Linked DNA regions of Sus scrofa: region 2 is linked to region 1. Evidence: chromatin contacts called from public Hi-C data. All regions are on one chromosome and are shown on one strand. Each heading gives the region's core, a stretch centred on a gene start, on an enhancer-like site or on the middle of the called end of the contact. The rest is flanking DNA. Distances are from core to core; before and after follow the strand shown. Region 1 overlaps LOC106509364 (a long non-coding RNA gene). Region 2 holds the start of TP53I11 (tumor protein p53-inducible protein 11).

What was found. Hi-C and Micro-C count contacts between places; a contact is called where the count stands out from the background.
Region 2: a Hi-C map of omental adipose tissue shows a contact between it and region 1, with 2.7 times the contacts expected there. The contact joins the promoter of TP53I11 here to the enhancer-like site in region 1. A contact is called at or near these places in 2 of 5 promoter capture datasets (fetal liver and fetal skeletal muscle) and 16 of 47 Hi-C or Micro-C datasets (adipose tissue, alveolar macrophages, brain and 11 more).

Annotation. Positions count from the first base shown.
Region 1 is chr2:17,102,028-17,105,645 of Sscrofa11.1, forward strand. The region is part of intron 1 of LOC106509364 (a long non-coding RNA gene); the gene reads left to right. Among named protein-coding and RNA genes, the nearest start is that of SYT13, 16 kb to the right of the region's middle. Within about 2 kb of position 1,779, at least 5 of the 83 cell types and tissues checked have an H3K27ac peak or open chromatin away from gene starts, as enhancers often do. A contact at or near this core is called in adipose tissue and omental adipose tissue, where this site is marked.
Region 2 is chr2:17,445,716-17,449,457 of Sscrofa11.1, forward strand. It overlaps TP53I11 (tumor protein p53-inducible protein 11), which reads left to right and starts at 2,444. Exons shown (of 8, transcript XM_003122849.6): 1 at 2,444-2,640.

The DNA of each region.
Region 1 (3,618 bases), core at 529-3,028:
CTCATAAAAACTCATCCACTTGCCAGCATACAGGAGGGAGGGCCAGAAAAAGAGTTCATTTAATTTGTTATTGTTGGCTTTCGACTACAAGGAGGACTGGCAGGGCCCCACAGGAGTCACCTTGGGTGGCCTTGAGAATGAAACCAAAAGGCTGGGGCGCTACTGAACAGGGCTGATGCGGAGAGGGGCGCAGGCTCTGAATCTGAACACCTCAAGGTGGGTGGTGTCCTGCATCCATAGGCATTTCTGCTTCTGCAAAGTGACTATCAGAGTCCAAGGTCGCTGCTCCTTGGGACTGGGTGGGTCACCAAGGCAGGGACACACCTCTGAGGACCTCTCCAGACTTACTGCTGTGAAAACTCTTGAGAATTTCACAGGGAAGAGCATTCTGATCATCTATCCACGAGCATAACCCAGTCCCCGCGTTGCCTTCACAGTCTATGGAGTCACCGAGAGGAGGACAGCGTGCCTAAGGGCAGAGCATGAAACGTGGCATCCTTAGAGTGACTTACACTAGGGGCTCACAGTATGTGAAGGCCAATTTGCCCCAGCAGAGATTCCCTCTCAGCATCCTCCAGAAGTACTTAGAGCACTTGCCTAGGGCTGTGCCCCTCTTGTCTTGCAAGGGCATGCAGACTTTCCTTTGAGCCAGGCTCTGTCACCACTCAGTGTGTTTCTCAAAAGGAGACTGACTCCTACACCCTCCTTCTCTCAGGCCCTGTGACTGGTCCAAGGGGCGGGAGCACCACCTAAGCTGGGCCAATCAGGCATCTTCCCTAGGATTTTACATACGGTTGTTGGGAAAGAGAAGGAAGTTCTCCCCCGTTAAAACACAAGCTTCAGGACGGGCCTCCAGACCTCCTGGAGGATTTTGAAGGAATGGAGGTCAGTATGAAATGCAGAAAAAGAAAACAAAGGATCTTGATCCTACCTATATCCTTGGATCCCACAGATCCTGGGGGGCTGTCCCTTATCCCTTACAATGACAGGGGACTCATTGCTCGCAAGGCAGACTCACCTATTGGATGGTGTTCAGATCGTGGGAAGTTTATCCTTGGCTGGAATGATCCAGAATCAGCCTCTCCATCACTTCCTCCCAAACTTTCTGGAGGAAATTGGAGCAAATATTCGTACTCTCAGCAGAGCTCTAAAGACATCTGCATGGAGCCGTCCTGGTAGATGGTGCCCTGGAAGGTGCCTCTGGCTCTCGCCGTCTGGACCTCTAGCCCACCCCAGCCATCCCTCCTCGGGTCCTCACAGACTGTGGCTTCCACTGCCCACCTGCGCATCACTGTCAGAACACTGCCTGGTGTCACATATGCAAAAAGACATCGCTGGCAGGTCTCTGAGGGCCTGCAGGGAAGTCAGAGACTCTTCACTCCTCTCAGTTGCCCCCTTTAAAAGGATTCACAGGATAATCACACATCTCCTGCCCCACTCCAACGCCACCGCTGTCACGTCTGGTTACCGCCACTAGTAGTATTGCTGGCTACCGTTTTTTGACTCCTAACCAGGTTGCCAGGTGATGCACTAAGAACTTGTCATACACTGTCTCCTTTGAGCCTGAAAACACATTGGCGAAGTCAGTATTGTTAATCCATTCTACAGATGGGAAAATGGAGGCTCAGAGACAAGCCTGTCCTGGGGGGTGGGGGTGGCGAGGCTGCCATTCCAGCCACTGATCAGTGGGAAAACCAGGCCTGTTGAGGCCACAACTGGGGAGCAAGTCAGAGGCGTCAGCAAGGGAGAACGGAGGGGCGGAAGAGCTGTCAGCCGGCCTTTGCAGGATGTTTGTTAACCAGCCCCACAGGCGCCAGAATTGGGGCCTGCTGACCACGGGGTGTTTACAGGCTGCTGTAAACTGTTATTTTATGGCTGGGGTGCAGGCAGGAAATTGAGTTTTATGGCTCACTAGGCATCAATAACAAACGCCACTCCATAGGCTCAGAGCACTAAACAAACATTAAGTGAGAAAGCCATCCGGTTCCAGTGCCCTCCTGGAGAAGGGTCTCTGCCAAATACTCCAGCCCAAGCCTCCTTCCCTACAGTGGGAGTGGGAAGGCCAAAGTCACTTAGTTGGGTTTCGTTTGTTTTAGTTTCCCAAAGAAACAAAGATTTAGCAATTCTTTTGGCTAGGAAAAAAAGAAAAAGAAAAGCCTGCCCCACCAAAGGGACTAAGTAAAAAGATAAATCACTGATATCAACTGCTTGCCTTTCATAGCGTTTTTTAGAGTTCTTAAAGGGCGATCCCGCGCAACCACTCACTCGGCCCTCGTGGAGGGAGGCAGGAATCCTCACCCTCATTTTACACATGAGGAAATTGCGTTTTAAAAGGGGGAAGGACTTGCCAAAAGTCAGTAGGTAACTGGTTAGATATATCATTTGGGACTCTTTTGGTTGCAAGTAATAGATTTTTTTCTCAACCTGGATAAGACAAGGAAAAGGAAATGTAGCTACTCATGTACCCAAAGGCTGGGCTGACTTCAGGCATAGCTGAATCCAGGAATTCCTGTTTCTCCTCACCTCTGTTCTTCCTCCTCCTTCTCCACCACATTCTCAACATTTAGAAGTTCCTGGGCCAGCACCCAAACTTGCGCCACAACTGAAAACTGAGACACAGCTGCAGCAATGCCAGGTCCTTACTCTTGGCCACAAGGGAAATTTCCTCCTCCTCTCCTTCTTCTTTTTTTACTTAGAAATGTTATTGGAGTCCAGTTGACTTTAAAAATAAAAATTATTTTCAGGTTTCCTTTGTGGGCTTGTGTCTAAAGCAGACCCACATCTAGGTGGCATCTAGCAAGGATAGATTTGCATTATTCTTACAGCCACAAATCTCAGTAGAAAGAGCTTGTTTTTTTCCTTTGGTCCCAATAGAAGTCCCAAAATTGAGTCTCATTGGACCAAGTGCCTACTTTGAACCCATCCCTGTGGCTATGGGGATGGGATATGCTGGCTTCCCAGGTCTGTGCTGTGGCCACTTAAGAAGAAGTCATTGGGCTCTGCAATGTGGCATTTTGGAGTCTCCCAGGAAAAGGACTACCTCCTTGCCCCTTGACACTGAGACCAAGTTCACCAGTCAGTGAGTTAGGTAAACAACTTCCCCATCAGCTTCTTACTGCTTCATCCTAAAACTGAGCGATCCCCTAGGGGGGAAAGACAAAAAAACTCACAACATGAAAGAAAAAGCATTGCCAAATGGAGGGGAAAGAAGTACCCACCAAACTGAGAAGGCATTTGAGACTGAAAACTGAGGCAGGCAGTTCCATATAATCAATGAGTCAGTTTATTACAGGGTAACTTACTCACAGGAGGCTATGAGAATCAGGCAGACAATGACCTGGAAACGTCTGCAGCTGCACTCACATAGCTGAGGGGCCCCTGGGACAATTCTATAGTTAGTCTAGGGTATGTGGTAGGTGCTTGGAAACAAGACATGCAGTTCTAGGTTAAGGTTTATGAATGGGTAACCAGTCGTGTGGGTGCCCAGAATACATTAGGGAAGGTTTTCATCATTGTTTGGGGACTAATGGAGCATAGAGGTCGCCTGTTTCTAATGACGATTAAACAATATTTATTGACTACAAAGCCTTTTGCTGACAGTGAAGTGATTCAGTGCAC
Region 2 (3,742 bases), core at 1,194-3,693, 340 kb after region 1:
CATGGTCCCTAGTTGGATTCGTTCCTGCTGCGCCACAACAAGGACTCCCATCAACTATAATTTTTAGAAATATTAAAAAAAATTCCAGTTACGTACATTGTTGCCAGTTGCCTGAGGTCTGTACTGCTATAATTTCTACTTCTGCCGTAGCTGAATTACTTGCTAAAATTCACCTAATAAGTCAATGTTGGAACTAATACCAAGTTGTTTTGATGTTTGGGGCTAAATGCAGTAACCTGCTTTTCTCTTAGTTTTAAATGGAGAAAAACAAATATAATCAAATCTTTTTCAGGTGATTGAGGAAAAAAAAAAATAGATACCCAGGGCTCAAGGTTTACCCACATCAAACACCACCTAAGGTGTGACTCCCTCATCTAGCACCCTCATCAACTCTTCCCTGGCTTCTGTTGGCATACCGCTAGTGACAGGATGCTCACTACTATTAAAGCAGCCCTTTCTTTGTTGGAAATCTTGGGGCGATTGTTTTAAGTTCCTCCCTCTATTGATGTAAGTCAGGATCTCCAGTATATCCAGTGGTCACACCTAGGGGAGCTCTAGTAGCTCCTCCAAGTCAGAGGAACAATCAGGGGGTGTCACTGCACACCAATGAGGAGCCCTGCATGGTGGGAAGGCAGAAGTAGTAACAAATGAATTCATCATCCCCATTTGAGCCCGCCTTGTTAGGGTGGTGTGTTGTGACTCGGGATTGTCACAAAGACTACGATCAAGTCCTGAGACTCAAGTCAGGTGGATCTTGGGTCTGTGCTTCACCCAGCACAGCTAGGAACAGTCCTGATCTGTCCTCACATTCGTTCATTCACTCATTCATTCATTTTTGGCCATCACTGGCCAGGTGTGTGGCTCCAGGGAGCAAGGATGGTGGCACTGTAGGTCACAGCGGTGCCTCAGAATCAGAGTTGTTACCTTGGTAATCAAGACAGCTAACAGTCACTGAACCCTTACCATCCGCCAGACACTTCCTGTTTACTTCCGTGTAAAGGGCACAACTTCTCCTGCCCAGTCCCCGCTCCGGGGCGGGCAGTGGGAGTCTGCCTGGCACGCCAGCCCTAAGATCCTGGCACACAGTCATACCCAGTACGAGTGAGCTGCTGCCATTGAAATCTCCACACCCATAGGCAGTTCCTACCATTGTCCCCCCATTTTGTACACGGAGAAAACTAGACACCTAGAGGTTAAGCAATTTGCCCAGAGCCACAAAGTCACCAAAAGGCTGAACCAGGATTTAAACCTGGGCAGTCTGATTCCAGACCCGGCTTGATCAACTTTTAAGGAACGAGGGCACTAAAAACTCTGAGTTGGAGTCAAAATGCCCATCGCCAGAAGCCTAGGGACCCACTCACCTTTCTCTGCCCCGTTTGCTTATCTTGTGAAATGGAGCTTGTCATCAACCTTACTTTCCCCTTCCTTCCACCTCCCTCCCATTGTGACCATGAGCCAAGATAAAGAGATGCCAGGCATTTTTCTAAGAAGGAGGGTGGTAGGAGTTGGGGTGGGTCACAAGGGGTTGAAATGAGCCCAGAATCCAGGGGGGGGGTGTGCTTCTGTAGGAGTCCAGTTGTTTTCCGTGGAAAGGCTCCCAGAGACCTTCTGGAACCCCCCAAATCCATTCTTACCTCCCTTGCCCCCACAGGTTATTCTGACATAAAAGGTCTTACCACTGTGCCTCCTTCCCTCCCGCATGTGCCAGGGAGCCCCGGATAAGATCTTTTGTGAAATGTATAGCAACATGGCTGAGGCTGGATTTTAGGGTGGAGGATGAAGGTGTGTATTTGCCGGGAGGGGGCGCGGGTGGGGGGGTGAGGTTGATGGTGTCGGGTTATTTGACACAGTCACGCCAAGCAAGGGGGGCTGAGAAGGGTAAGCCTAGGCTGGAAGCCAGAAGGCTAAATCAAATCAAACGTTAATGACCGCTCTCTGTAAAACGCGATCAGTCATCCCCGGCTCACAGGGTGCTGCTGTGAGAATCACTGAGACTCGATACTTGTAATGCCTTCAGCACACAGTGCCTGGCACGGCGCGGGCGCTCAGCAGATGGGAGCACTGTTGTATACGTGTGTTATTACACACTTGGGTAGCTACCAGCCAAAGCAGTCCGTCCCTTCCATTTTAGACACTGGCCTAGGCCCCAGGGGATACCCCAAGGATATTTAAGACAAGGTGGCTTGCCAACCTATGGGGGTGTTGAGAGTCTCACGAATGGGGCGCAGTCTTGAGAACTCGCCACGAAAGTCTTCCTGGGCGGCGCAGGCCCTCTGGTTGGATTCCCTCTGGGCGTGAGCGCGCCCCCCGCAGGCGATCGCCGGGAAAGCCTGGGCTGCGAAGCCGGGGGGCTCAGTCCCCCAACCCCTCTCTCCCGCCCGCCCCGGCGGCCACCCTCGGGGCGAGGCAGCCCGGCGCGTGGGAGGGGACGGCGCGCCATTGGCTTGTGCACGGAACCGAGAGGAGGGACCAGCGCGGGCCGCCAGACTCGGGCAAACCCCGGCCGCGCAGGGCGCCGCGCGCAGTCCAGCCCGCCCTGCCCTGCCCCGCGCTGGCGGCGCGATGTGAGGCGCCCGAGGGCCCGAGCGTCCCCCTGGCACGCCAGCTCCGCGCAGCGCCGGCGCCAGCGGCGCTAGGAACGTAAGTTCTGCTCCCCGGCGCCGCTTCGGAGCCTCGCACTTTCCCCTCCCGCCGCCAGCCGGCCGGTGCCTGCGCAGCGCAGCCCAGCGGGGCTCCTGCGGCCGCAGGGACCGCGGGGGACAGTGAGGACCCCGTGCGCGCGAGCCGGGCGCCCCAGCACCTTTTGGCGCCGGCGGGTTCTGCCGGGACCCCAGGGATCCCCCTTCCTCGGCTCTCCCAGGCGCCGTCCCGCAGCCCCTTCTGGTCCTCTCCTTCGAGCTCTCCGCACGCTGCCCTTTCCTCGGACTCGATTTCCCTCTCTTCCGCCGGCTTCCTGCCTCCACCGCCTCCTCCCTCTTGGGCTGTTTATTCTTCCCTCGGCCTCCCCCTCTCCGGCTCGTGCTCTCCGCCTCGGAGCGAGAGAGAAAAAGGGAGCGGAAAGCAGTGTCTCCCTCCCTGGGGTCTGACTCTGTCCCCGCGCTCGCTTCTCTGTCCCCACCCCCTCCATCCCTGCCCCGGCCCTCCCTCCATTGTTCCCGGGTCCGGAGAGTGTGCGGCAAAAACTTGCGAGTCCGCGTCCTCGCCCCCGCTGGGTCGCGGAAGGAGGTGGCGGAGTTGCCGTTGCCCACAATTCTGGTCCGACCACGGTTCGGGGGGCCGTGGGGGCGGGGGTGCTGGCCCACGGCTCCTGCCCGGGGTTCTCAGCCCTTAGACCCGGGTCTCAGAAAGTGGGTGGGGGCCTGGAACTGGGAGATGAAAGGCCCCATTAGAGGGGGGCGGGGAACGAGACCGGGAGACCCCGGGCTCTAGGCTGCAGGGGCGGGGGGAGCAGAAGCGGAAGCCGCGCCTAAGCCCTAGCTGTTGGGGGCGGGTAGGGGAAGCACAGGTGGAGACCGACGCCCCCTACTCTCCTCTAGATCGTGCAGCTCAGCGGCACCCGGGCCGTGCGAGGCCATTGTCCCGGGTTAGAGTGGGCTGGGACTGCCGGCCTTGGGCGGTATACTCGCACCCACCTCCCGGGGGGGGAGGCGGTGATCTGTAAAGGAACCCGCAGAACGCCGCGCCCACCCCCGGTGCCCCTGGCGCGGTCGGGCGATCGCTTAGCTTCCTCCCTCCCTGCCCC